2 separate regions of the Gasterosteus aculeatus genome follow, and region 2 is linked to region 1. The links are chromatin contacts, called in public Hi-C maps. All regions are on one chromosome and are shown on one strand. Each heading gives the region's core, a stretch centred on a gene start, on an enhancer-like site or on the middle of the called end of the contact. The rest is flanking DNA. Distances are from core to core; before and after follow the strand shown.

Region 1 (6,643 bases), core at 3,397-5,896:
GAGATGAAAGTGAAGTTTAACTACATGACAGTGAGTATATTGTGCTGTATAATTCTTATACTTCAACTTATGAGAAAAGAGTCAAACAATATGTGTGTGCTGTGTGATTATTATGCACAACATTGATCTCATTTACAGAATGTGCAGCATAATCAAGAAACGACCAAAGGACGGGGGAAGTTGTCATTTCACACATGAACGCGAGCGCTCGCAGCCGCTTCAGGACACATTTTAGCCAAAGAGGACGATTCAAGTGGACGTGATGAGCAATGTGAAGGGATGAGATCTAAAGCCGAACCCGGACTGCTCATTGACGATAAAGTACTGCCTCTCGCATCCTCGTTGTTTAAGGACAATACCGCCTGTATTTATTCAATTTGATCATTCGAGTGAGTTTGTTAACAAAAATAAATATATAAGTTGAAAATATCCTGTGTTATATTTATTCTTTTATTTCATGAATCATTTTGGCGACAGGTGCCCTTTGGTTTTGGTTTGAGCACCTGCCCCCCAACGTGTCTGTGCCCGATTAAACCAATATCAAGAATTGAAAAGAAAAGTGCACATTTAGAATGAAAAAAGTGAAAATAACAGATCAATGTTAAACTGTCCAGGTTTTTCATCATTTCTGAATTCTTTTGAATTGTTACCAACTTAACGGTTGGTGGTCTTGTTGATAAAAACACAAGATAATATATGTTTTTATGCTTCAAAACGTTAATTGGCAGCATAATTAATTATTTTGTTTACTATTTATCAGTAGTCACATTACCATTACTATGTATGGAGTTAAATTATTATTACTATTTATTAGTATGTACAGTAATATTACTATTCATTAGGTGGTACATTAATCTACCCCCCCACGAGGTGGATGCATGTGCACAGACTGTAAAGCCCCCTTAAGCAAATTTGAATTGAATGATGTTTTAGTTAATTTAGTCTGCAAGAAGTTTATTTCTGTTTCATGAACTCACAACAGAGTGTGATGCACAACGAGCTGGAACTCAAGATGAATAAATCATTCGAGGTAATTTATACAAAGATGATTGTTCATTAAGAATCACTGTTTATTTGCACGAAAAATGTGAAGAAGATTACGATGGATTCTTGCTTTTATGTTTGTTAAAAAGATGCAAAAATAATACTTTAATGTTAATCTGAAAAATTCAAATTTATCTCAGAGATTATGGTTCTCTGCTGTTTGTAATCTCTGATTCTTAAAAGGTAAATCAAAGCTTCACGTCTTAGAGCTGCATTCTGTGTGGTGACCAGCAGGGGGCTACATGTTGATTGACAGGTCTCTACTGGAGACGTATACGGCCAAATTACCAAACGAGAGGCTTCTAAAGATCCACAAACCCACGAGAGACGCCACCACGATGACTTGTATTAGACGGTGAGCGGGAGCCATTATTTATTTTGGTTATTTATTCTTAAATATACAGTCCATCAGGAAAGTCCTCACAGCGCTTCACCACATTTTGTTATGTTACAGCCTTATTACAAAATTGATTAAATTCATTATTTTCCTCAACATTCTACACACAACAACCCATAATGACAAAGTGAAAACAGTTTTTTGCAATTTTTTGCAAATCTGTTAAGAATAAAGAAGGAAAACACAACATGTACATAAGTATTCACAGCCTTTGCCAGGACACTCAGCATGTAGCTCAGGTGCTTCCTGTTTCCACTGATCATCCTTCAGATGTTTCTACAACTTGATTGGAGTCCACCTGTTCTAAATTCAGTTGATAGGACATGATTGAGAAAGGCACACACCTGTCGATATAAGGTATCACAGCTGACATATCAGAGCATAAACCAAGACATGAAGTCCAAGGAATTATCTGTAGACCTCCGAGACAGAACTGTATCGAGGCTCAGATCTGGCGAAGGCTACAGAAAGATTTCTGCAGCATTGAAAGTCCCAATGAGCACAGTGGCCTCCATCATCTGGAAAGGGAAGAAGTTTGGAACCACCAGGACTCTTCCTAGAGTTGTGCCGCCCAGCCAGACTGAGCGATCGGGGGAGAAGGGCTTTAGTCAGGGAGGTGACCAGGAACCCGATGGTCACTCTGACTGGTCTGCAGTGCCTGGTGTCTGGAGGACATCACCCGGCCAGTACCATCCCTACAGTGAAGCATGGTGGTGGCAGCATCATGCTGTGGGGATGTTCTTCAGCGGGAGGAACTGGGAGACTCGTCAGGATGGAGGGAAAGATGAACGCAGGTATGTTCAGGCTGTTGTTGCTGCCAAAGCTGCTTCAACAAAGTACTGAGCAAAGGCTGTGAATACGTATGTACATGTTATGTTGTCGTTCTTTATTTTTAACAGATTTGCAAAATACAGTTTTCATTATGTGTTGTTGTGTGTAGAATGTTGAGAAAAATAATGAATTTAATCCCTTTTGGAATAAGGCTGTAACATAACAAAAAGTTAAGCGCTGTGAACACTTTCCGGATCAGCTGTAGTTTGCTTCATCGTTTGGGTGATCGGATCACTGATCGGGTGATGCTGTGGGCTCCTGGAGGTTACGTAGTCAGGTGGGACCAGCATGCACCTGGCTGACATAGTTTTACCAGTGGGACAGTGGGACAGCTCTGCATAGGAAGGCAGACAACGTTTAATGTACGTGTCTTTGGTAGATTCTATGAAATAAGAAGCAAAGAGCGCCTGGACAACACGTCTTACTGCGTGAACAAACACAACCACAACAAGGTGCAGCCGTGGCCCCTTGATTCAACGATGACAAATGGCCACTACACAGTGATACAACGTTTTACACACAGACACACACCGGTTCGCCAACGACAACCCTGTAACTAAGTCACAGCTGGTCTCTTCAGCTGAAGCGTGTTGGACAGATGGAACCAGCGTGCGTTGAGCGGCCGAGTCAGACAGTTCACTTCATCCAGACACAATCAGTGATGTTCAGTGTTTTTATTCATCGTCTACACACACTATCTGAGGCAGGACTGTCGAGGTTGGGGGGCTTGAGGGGGTTTGGGCCTCTGAGCACTTAGTTGGCGGCGAGGATCTGGTCTACCCAGCCACGGAGCTCCGTAACACGGGCGTAGGCGGCGGGGGTGGAGGTGGAGCAACGGCTGCTTCCCCAGGAGACGATACCGACCAGAGTCCAGGCGTTGTCCTTCTGACAGACCAGAGGACCGCCGGAGTCGCCCTGGGAACAGAAACACCGATTAATACACAAACCCATCAACGGGAACCCGAGTGAGACCGGTGAGGTGGGCGGAGCCTCACCATGCAGGAAGTGGCTCCGGCTCCTCCGCCGCAGATCATCACGTCGGAGATGTTGCTGCCCCAGTGCTGCTTGCACTGCTCGTTGGACAGAAGGGGGAGCGCCGCCTGCTGCAGCTTGTTGGGCGTCCCGGGAGCTGTGGGAGCAGTCAACACGCACAGTCAGACACCCTTTCAGAGTAAAAGCACTACGACGCTTAGTTAATCTCTTTGACCAAAAGGCTTCTTTAATCATCACTCTCATGTGTTCAGAGTCCATGGAGCCAGCCAGCGAGATGCTCTCCAGTCACGTGACATGTGCCTCACCGTTGTAGCGGGTCAGACCCCACCCGGTGGTGACGCAGTTCATGCCGGCGGGGAAGTTGTCGGTGGACTCGGCGAGACAGACGGGTGACACGTTGGTTCCGAGCTGGGCGGGCGAGGCCAGCTTGATGAGGGAGATGTCATTGTTGATGGTGCTGGGGTTCCATCCGGGGTGGGTGAACACCTGTGAGGGGATGGGGGGGTTAGTGGGGAGGTTCTCAGTGCTGACACCTGATTAGCTGACGGATGGTTCTCACCTTGGAGGGCTTCAGGCGCTGGACGTCCTCGTTGGAGCCGTAGCCCTTATCGTGCTCTCCGACGATCACTACGTGGTAGGTCCTGTTAGGGAACAGCAAGTGCTGGTTTAATCACCAGATCTACTTTAATGACTCACGACTCTTTAGACCGATCCGCCGCTAAAATCTCTACACATTCGTTTTTAATAAAAACTGCATTCAATCACTGATGAATTCCTATGTCTGCGTTTGGGTTCCTGTCCTCTGCAGCAGCCAACAGGAGACGGACAGGAAGGGACGCGGACTCACTTGACGTTGCAGTGAGCGGCGGTCACCACCCAGTTCTCGTTGATCAGAGATCCTCCACAGAAGTGGAAGCCGCTAGATTGCTGAGAGGAAAGACGAGCAGGTCACACGAAGACGAAGAAGAGGAATAATGATTCAAAGAGCAGGAAGCAGCAGACTCACCTGCAGGGACACCTGCCAGGGCCAAGAGTGAGGCACCGCCTCTTCGCCGTTGACGATGCGGGCGTGGCCAGTCACCTTGGGGGCGATGGCGGGGATGCCGCAGCCTGAGAGGACATTAGAGGACGTTGTGTGTGTCGACGTGAACTTCATCCATTAATGTTTGAGAACAAACTGCTTTAACTTCTGTCATCACAAGTTCTTCTTCTTCTTCTTTTGTGTTTAACGGCTAAAACCCGAATGTAAATTTAAAGTCGCCATTCTTAGACGACTCACGCCCCTAAAGGTCTGACGTCAGACCGTGACCTCACCGTAGGCGGCGCTGACGAAGGCGAGGCAGGACACGATCCAGAGGAAGGCCATGATGAAGAGGAGGATGAAGTGCTGGAGGACCAAGCTGCTCTTTTATAGCCGAAGTTGACCTGGCCTCAGCCAATCAGAGGGGCCGGGGGTCCGTCCAGCTGGTTATCAGGTCACAGGGGAAGCGGCGTTCTCACAGGGTGCAACGCCTCAAAAGCCAACTCTCTGATTGGCTGCCGGCGGCCGCAGCCCGAGAGCACCAGTCAGCACATCTTGACTTTATTCTGACCGAGACCACAGATCATAAAGACAAACACAGACGTTATATACATTCAGTACCCAAAGTACAAGGAATAAAACAAAAGCCTTCAGTTACCTTCAGCAAAAACAAAATAACAAATCACTGACAAAACATGTCCGATAAAATAATAATGACAACACATTACATTCAGATTATTTATTGAATAAATTTAGTTAGAATGAAGATCTGTTTTTATTTCATTCACACAGCAGACTTTATCAAAGCTGCACGTACAATTACATCAAATATGTCTTATAATATTCATGTCATATCTTACCAATGTTTAATGTGTGAAGTAATATACGTACAACCTGGGTATATATATATATATAATATATATATATAAACATTTATCAGTGAAAAATACATACAGACCCACTGATGTACAAATGTTCTGAGAGCTGAGTGTGTTATCAGTGTTCCAACATTAACAGACACACATGGACACAGCTGTATTACATATGTATACTTATACATACATACATGTGATTTATATACAGTATACAGATATTTATATGGTGCTATTTCACCAAGGAAATGCAACTAACAAGTAGTTTACTTTGAATAAATACCTTTATTTTGAAAACACTGTCTTTGTGTATTATGCTGGAATGGATGCGAGTAGCCAGACATATTTAAGACATCAGACAAACCGCTGAATTACTCTTCATCGCCAAGAGTTGTAACGACAAAGACTAAAGTTTCTGTTTCTGAAGAAAACTCCACAGTATTTCTATTGGCTCCACTCTCACTTTCAACATGGCAGCAGCTGTGCCAGTTGCTAGAAGCTAATGACGCTAATTTGTTAATCTTTAACAGGCCAATGGACCCAGTTCAGGAAACCTTTACACAACTCTGAAGTCTTCTGAGAATCTCTGCAGCTGACAAGTTCCCCAACAACTGGATCCAGTTCTTCAAAGGGAACTCAAAGCTTCATGTGTTGAAGCTGCATTCTCTGTGGTGACCAGCAGGGGGCGACTCCTCTGCTCCCATAGACGTCTATGAGGAAATGACTCTACTTCTCTGTAGTGACCAGCAGGGGGCGACTCCTCTGCTCCCATAGACGTCTATGAGGAAATGACTCTACTTCTCTGTAGTGACCAGCAGGGGGCGACTCCTCTGCTCCCATAGACGTCTATGAGGAAATGACTCTACTTCTCTGTAGTGACCAGCAGGGGGCGACTCCTCTGCTCCCATAGACGTCTATGAGGAAATTACTCTACTTCTCTGTAGTGACCAGCAGGGGGCGACTCCTCTGCTCCCATAGACGTCTATGAGGAAATGACTCTACTTCTCTGTAGTGACCAGCAGGGGGCGACTCCTCTGCTCCCATAGACGTCTATGAGGAAATGACTCTACTTCTCTGTAGTGACCAGCAGGGGGCGACTCCTCTGCTCCCATAGACGTCTATGAGGAAATGACTCTACTTCTCTCTTGATTTATTCCCTCAGTAAACATTGTAAACATGAGTTTATGTCTCTGTCTCTAGTTTCAAGTCTTCTTCAACACAACATGATGTTCATTTAGTGACTTATGGTCCATTCAAACAGTCAAACAGACCATAAAGCAGAGGACGCTTTAGGGCGGATCCTAACGCTGATTGACAGGTCTCTACCAGAGATGGGTTTTCTGTTTATTCGTCTACCAACCTTACCACTTGGTTCAAACTCAGCTGTGAAATGGAAACATGAAAATGTTCCCAAACGTTGTGACTCTTGAGTTTGTTTCCAGCTGCTCATTAGAGCTTCCCATTAGTTTAATTTATTTGCCACTA
Region 2 (7,173 bases), core at 3,807-6,306, 230 kb after region 1:
GAGCCGCCGGTACCAGTGAAGAGAGCGGAGGAGTGGAGGAGTGAGGGAGAACTTAGGAAGGTTAAAGACCAGTGGAGCTGCTGCATTCTGGATGAGCTGCAGAGGTGGAATGGTGGTAGCAGGAGACCTGCAGGAGAGAGTTACAGTAGTCCAGGAGGGAGACGACAAGAGCCTGAATCAGTACCTTCTGAGTGAGAAGAGGACGTGTCTCCTGAAATTCTAGAGCGTGTATCTACAGGATTGTGTTGTCAGTGATGTTGGGAGTCAGGGAGAGTCGGCTGTCGACGTCACGCCGAGGTTCCTGCAGTCAAAGTGGACGTTAACACGGAGTCGCCAAAGTTGACTGTCAGGTCCTGTGAAGGAGAATCTCCCTGGAAAGAGAAGTAGTTCAGTCTGTCGGGGTTTATTTTCAGATGGTGGGCGGATCCACTGAGAGATGTCAGTCAGACAGGCAGAGATCCGAGTGAGGGAAGGAGAGAATTAGTTGGGTGTCATTGGCATCGCTGTGGTAGGAGAAGCCATGCGAGCAAATGACAGCGCAGAGAGAGTTGGTGTAGAGCGAGAAGAGAAGGGGACCCAGGACGGAACCCTGAGGAACACCAGTAGTAAGAGGACAAGGTCCCCACACAGATCCTCTCCAGGTTACCCGGTAGGTGCGTCTGTCGAGGTAGGACGAGAGAAGGGAGAGAGCAGAGCCTGAGGCACCAAGTTCCTGAAGGGAGGAAATAAGGATCTGGTGGTTGACCGTGTCAAATGCAGCAGAGAGGTCCAGAAGGACGAGGACAGAGGAGATAGATGAGCTCTAGCAGTGTGGAGTTGCTCTGAGACAGCAAGGAGAGCAGTCTCTGTGGAACGGCCTTGAAGCCTGACTGGTGGGGGTCAAGGAGGTTGTTACGGTGGAGATAAGAGGAGAGTTGGTTAAAGATCACACGTGCAAGGGTTTTGGACAGAAAGGGAAGAAGAGAGACCGGTCTGTAGTTGTGTTCTTCAGAAGGGTTGAGGGTGGGTTTCTTCAGGAGACGGTTAACTCTTCTCCTTCAGAGAATTGGGAAAACAGCCAGATAACAGAGCGTTGTTGATGAGACAGGTGAGGAAAGGAAGAAGGTCAGATGTGATGGAATGGGGTCAAGAGGGCAGGTGGACGGGCAGAGGTTACTAGGGTAAGAACTTGGTTTGGAGACAGGGGGTGAAGGAGGGAAGTGAGGGCGATAGAGGTGAAGCCAGTGGGTTTGAGAAAGAGGAGCGTATGTCAGCTATTTTCTTGGTAAAGTAGTTGACAAATTCTCCTGGAAGGAGGTTGGAGAAGATAGAAAATAGTTTTTTGGGGTCAGAAATGAAGATTGGATTCTGGATTGGTAGAAAGAGCTTTGTGCAGCAGAGACAGAAGCAGAGGAGAGAAGAGATTGAAACTCAAGCAGGTCATCAGGTCATTTATATTTGCACCGTCTCCTCTCCGATGCTCGCATGGCGGCTCTCATGGCACCGGATCAGACCGACACGGAGTCGGAGGGGATTCACATTACATTACAGGTCATTTAGCAGACGCTTTTATCCAAAGCGACTTACATTACACTTTAAACCCATGGCTTTTTACATTTTTGCCCAGGGAGCAATTAGGGGTTAGGTGTCTTGCTCAGGGACACTTCGACATGGAACATGGGGCAGCCTGGAATTGAACCACCAACCTTGTGCTTCCCAGCACACCTTCTCTTACCCCTGCGCCACGACGATTTACCAATCGGGTTGTCAGAGGACAGAGAGTCTAGAGAGGAGGACAGAGGAGAGTCTCTGCAGCAGCGTCAGATGAGTGAGAAGGAGTCAGTAGAAGGGAGAGCTGATAGAACAGAGGAGGAGAGAGGAAGAGAGAGGGGGAGAGAGGGGGAGAGAGGAGGAGAGAGGAGGAGAACAGGTACAGAGTCAGTTAGTTACAGAGAGTAAGAGATGAAGAAGTGGTCAGACACATGAAGTGGAGTCACAGAGAGGTTGGTGGTGCAGCAGTTTCTAGTGAAGATGTAGTCGAGGTGATTGGCGGCTCTGTGAGGAGGAGGAGAGGGACTGAGTGACAGCGAAAGAAGAAAGTAGGAGGTCAGATGACGTCTCTGTCCGGATGTTGAAGTCACCCAGGAGGACGAGCGGAGGGACATTTTCAGTAAACAGCCACCACCCTGCCAGTTGTTTGTGTGTGTGTGTGTGTGTGTGTGTGTGTGTGTGTGTGTGTGTGTGTGTGTGTGTGTGTGTGTGTGTGTGTGTGTGTGTGTGTGTGTGTGTGTGTCTGTGTGTGTGTGTGTCTGTTTGTGTGGCTGAAGGAGAAGGTGGAGGAGAGAGCAGCTGGGTGGAGGTGTTCTCAGGTGTGATCCAGGTTTCCTTTGTTAAAGTCCCCGAGGACAATAACCAAGGAGTGTGTGTGTGTGTGTGTGTGTGTGTGTGTGTGTGTGTGTGTGTGTGTGTGTGTCTCTGCTGACATTTGGGAGTTTGCCCTAAATTGATTCAAACAGGAAGTGGAGGAGAAGCATTTCTCCGTCAGCTCTTTTCACTTCCTCTTTTCTCCAGGAGGCCGACTGAGGGAGACGGTCGGGGGGCTCTTCCTATTCCTCCCCTTTCTCCTCCTCTTCCTCCTCCTCTTCCTCCTTGTCTTCGTCCTCCTTGCACTAAACTCTGTCTCATAGTGTTTTCTGCTCAGCAGGACGTGCAAAGACATTTTGGGCTCAAACCAAAGCAAAAGGGCACCTGTCGCCAAAATGATTCAAAAAATATGAATAATAAAATAAACAAACACAGTAGAATGTGGAGTCTCTCTTTTCTTGGCATTATGCTGCACATTCTGTAAATGAAAATAAAACTAGTGAACTTTATCTAATGTCTGATTGTCCGTTTGTAGAACAATAAAAGTCTCTATTTGTCGCTCTTCTTTAAACAGGACACACGTCAGTAAACTGGAGCAGCCTCTGAAGTCACGCATTCGCTGGGTTTTTGGTTTCTTTTGTAGGAAACGTTGGACCGGTTTCCACGTAACGTTTTCAGCGGCGCTGATGACGTAGTTCATTTATCACTAAACACGTCATCACCTGAGCGTCCGATCTGCAGCCGTCTGGAGGAGGAAGAGGAGGAGGAGGAGGAGGAGGAGGAGGAGGAAGAGGAGGAGGAGGAGGAGGAGGAGGAGGAGGAGGAAGAGGAGGAGGAGGAGGAGGAGGAGGAGGAGGAGGAGGAGGAAGAGGAGGAGGAGGAGGAGGAGGAGGAAGAGGAGGAGGAGGAAGAGGAGGAGGAGGAGGAGGAGGAGGAGGAGGAAGAGGAGGAGGAGGAGGAGGAAGAGGAGGAGGAGGAAGAGGAGGAGGAGGAAGAAAGAGGAGGAGGAAGAGGAGGAGGAGGAGGAGGAAGAGGAGGAGGAAGAGGAGGAGGAGGAAGAGGAGGAGGAGGAAGAAGAGGAAGAGGAGGAAGAGGAGGAGGAGGAAGAGGAGGAGGAGGAAGAAGAGGAGGAGGAGGAAGAGGAGGAGGAGGAGGAGGAAGAGGAGGAGGAGGAAGAAAGAGGAGGAGGAAGAGGAGGAGGAGGAGGAGGAAGAGGAGGAGGAAGAGGAGGAGGAGGAAGAGGAGGAGGAGGAAGAAGAGGAAGAGGAAGAGGAGGAGGAAGAAGAGGGAGGGGCGGGGCTTGTGAGTGCGCCGAGCATGTTGGGGCGAAAGAACTCACATAAATAACCCGTCAGATATAAAAACACACTTGGGGGGATTTGATGACAGAGAGAGTCATTTTTATTCTTAAATATTGGTGAAAAGCAGAAGGGGCCCTTTTCTCATCCAGGTGTCAGAACCACAGGGGGTCCAGGGTCTGGTCCAGGTAGACCACCCGTCCATGTGCCTGCTGACTACTACAAACCTCCCATTCTCAGGTTGAGCTCTGTCACTATTGTAGTTATGAGCACAGCTAGCAATGTTAGCTTGTAGCAGCCTAAACAAAATAATAAAACGCCTCAATCTGTAAATACAATATATATATATATACAGTATTTGTACACAAATACTTGTAATCACATGTTATTATTGCATTCATACTCCCGTTTATAAATATATTCTTATTCTTGTGTCCTGAGATAGATTTACCTCCATGGGATGAATCAAGTTTGAGATAGAATTAGATAGAACTGTAGATAGAACTGTATCAAACAGAAGCTCACCATCTCTTTAAATATCTCCATGACAACAGACCAGGGGTCTGTTTCAAGTGTTACAGCTGTTCAGAGTCGGTTGACTCAGTTGAGCCGCGCAGCATCACAGTATGAAGGCAGCATGAATGGACGAGTTACCATGACAACCACAAACAATATGTTCACCTGCAAGTATTAATGCAACGAACGGCGAGTATGAACCCGTGATCAGACAGAAAAGCAACACGCTGCTGCAGCAAAAAACAGAGGAACAGCGTAAGTTCCACTATAGTGTTAAGTTAATATTTGATGTACACTAATCATAATCCATACGCTTTACTAATTCCCAGTGTTTGTTAGAATGCACTACACACAGGCTGGAAATACACACACATGCTCATATTTAATCGCTGGTATAAACTGGCTCGATGGTGTTGGACCTGTAATGGGTTTTCTTCAGGTCCTGTGAGACTCCTCTTTAACGTTTCACTGGTTTGTGTCCAACAAAAAGGTTTAAAAGACGTCTCTCACGGTCTCTGCATGCAGCAGCTTTACTGATATACAGGAATTGTAATTTATTTTAGGATTTCCCAATTTGATTGTCTGCATTGATGGAATCACTGCTCAGTGGATGAAGCCGACTGTGTGAACAGGAAGTGTTTTCACAGCATCAACGTGCAGATAAAATGACCACATGACTGTAACACGCCTCATTCTCTGTACCAACCACATCATATGTGATGCTGCATACCTGATAACTCCCCAGGTAACTGCACGGCTTCATCCTTACATGCACACACACACAGCTCACACCCAAAGACACAAAAGACACACACTGACTCACACACTTTTTTACAGTGTGGACTTTGTGTCCTCCCCCCCGCAGGAAGATAAGAGTTTAGCTCAGTAATAAATCCTTGTTCCTCCTCTCTGCTGGAGTTTGGCCTCTGTTCACATACAAACACACACAGATAAACACACACACACACACACAAACGCACACACATGAACACGGCAACGAGCAGAACATCTCTTAATGGCTCGTCTTCATTTCAGTGAAACCACAAACCTGAAAATCCAACAAAAAACTGAAAAGAAACACAGCAAAGTACACAGAGGGGAGAGGAGACAAGGCGAAAAGAAGACAAAGACACAGTGATAAAAGGAGAGGACACAAGGAGACAAGGAGACGTAGAACGTGTTATTTTAGGGTTAAGGTCAATAAAGGTTGGAAGTCGAGGCATTAAAGTGACTTTTCACTAAACAGGGAGGAAGCTGACGCAGCGACAGAAACAGCTCTGTGTGTTTGTGTGTGTTTGTGTGTGTTTGTGTGTGTTCAAGGTGAAGACACACAAAGAAATGTGGACTTTACAACAAACATTACATTGAGAAATATTTCCGTTTTGTGTTGATCTTTCCTGAATTTCTCTACTATATTTTGTATATTAAACTTTCATTCTATTTTTATCTTGTTTATTGTTTTAATGTTTTCAATTAATGGAGTTTCTTGAAAACAAAAGACTTTAATAGTCAGAAACTCCAACACAAAATGGCCCAAGGGGCGAAAACGCACACAGGTACCAGGGAAGAAGGCAGGCAGGAACTCTGAACATCCAGGACAATAGACAATGATTCAATGCTGGGGTTATGTGCCTTGCCCAAGGACACATGGACACACGGGTTAGCAATGCACAGGATTGAACCTCCAACCCTCTGATTGGAGGAAGATCTCCACTTCCTTTCCTTTTCCCTCCTGTTGTGATGATTTTAATGGTTGTATGTGGTGCACTTTGCATGTGCAATGCTCCTTTTCCTCTGGTTTCACATCACTTCCTGGTCGACACCACCGCCGTCACATGTCTACAAAATGACACGTGTTCCAACATTTTGGTATTTCTACCTTTTAAAGAAAAACATTGGGACTAAACACATATGAAGAAGACACGGATCCACAAAGAAGAGGTTCCGATGTCATCATAAGACCACGAGTGTCTGGTGAGTCTCCATCAGCGCCCAGCTGACTGCTGGGAATGACCCATGGTCACCCTGCCACGGCCCAGCTGATGATGTCATTGTGATGTCACAGGGGAACCCGACCGCTTACATTCCTGATGTCTTAAGGCGGCCTGCTCTGGAGCCGGTTCAGGTCTTTGGATTTGTTGCCATGGTGTTTTTGCCAAACCTGCTTTGTGGAACCAAAAATCCTGATCAATGTAATCTTATCCTGAAAATAATCCGGCTAACTCAGTTAGCGACGTACGAGGAACGGAGCCCAGGTCACAGAACCAGGACGAGGCTAACTTAGCTTAGCACAAACACTGGAAGCAGGTAGAGGCTGCTAGCCTAGCTATAAGAAAAAACGTGCCACGACATGTTGTAGTTTAGAACAGAACGGGACTCTAATGGCGCGTTTCCACCGAGCGGTACGGTGCGGGTCGGGTCGGTACCCTTTTATTTGTGTCTCCACTGCCAAAAGTTGAGAATGGTACCAAAAATCCAAACCGTACCGTACCACCTTTTGGGTACCCTTCCGTTGGGGCACCTGGCACAGTTGTTTGGTACTAAAGGGCGGAGCTAGACTCACGGCAGAGCGTTGATTGGTTGAAAGAGTGTCGTCATTTGCGCGTGCCGCAAGGGGAAAGACAACACACATGTAGCCTTTGCTCAAACAAAGAGTGTCGCCTCCTTGTGACAAACAGCCACATATGGAGAAGCAAGAACAGGATCGGCTGTGCGTCCTCCATCGTTGTTTGCGGGTTAGCTTTCAGTTTTCTACTTTCCGTCACACACCACGCCTATCAAGTGACGTCATCACTACTTTCTGGAATACACCACGCTTATCAAGTAAGGGTACTGTTGGCGGTGGAAACGCCCGCCAAACCATGGTTAACAGACCCGACCCGTACCGACCCGACCCGTACCGTACCGCTCGGTGGAAACGCGCCATTACTCTCGTCGGACTGAACTAAAGAGACCGTAAAGTACCAAACGTCCTCAGTACACAGAACAATATGTTCATCATCTGACTTTGTAAAGC

The links. Hi-C and Micro-C count contacts between places; a contact is called where the count stands out from the background.
Region 2: a contact with region 1 is called in a Hi-C map of whole body, with 12 times the contacts expected there. The contact joins the enhancer-like site here to the promoter of LOC120808702 in region 1. A contact is called at or near these places in 3 of 6 Hi-C or Micro-C datasets (skeletal muscle, tail fin and whole body).

What each region holds. Positions count from the first base shown.
Region 1 is chr12:24,600,255-24,606,897 of fGasAcu3.hap1.1, forward strand. LOC120808702 (transmembrane protease serine 9) reads right to left here and starts at 4,647. Exons shown (of 14, transcript XM_078085548.1): 1 at 4,580-4,647; 2 at 4,272-4,375; 3 at 4,113-4,192; 4 at 3,825-3,906; 5 at 3,571-3,751; 6 at 3,268-3,401; 7 at 3,027-3,187. The coding sequence starts at 4,631.
Region 2 is chr12:24,832,540-24,839,712 of fGasAcu3.hap1.1, forward strand. No RefSeq gene overlaps it. Among protein-coding and RNA genes, the nearest start is that of gpatch1, 14 kb to the right of the region's middle. Within about 2 kb of position 5,057, at least 3 of the 9 cell types and tissues checked have open chromatin away from gene starts, as enhancers often do.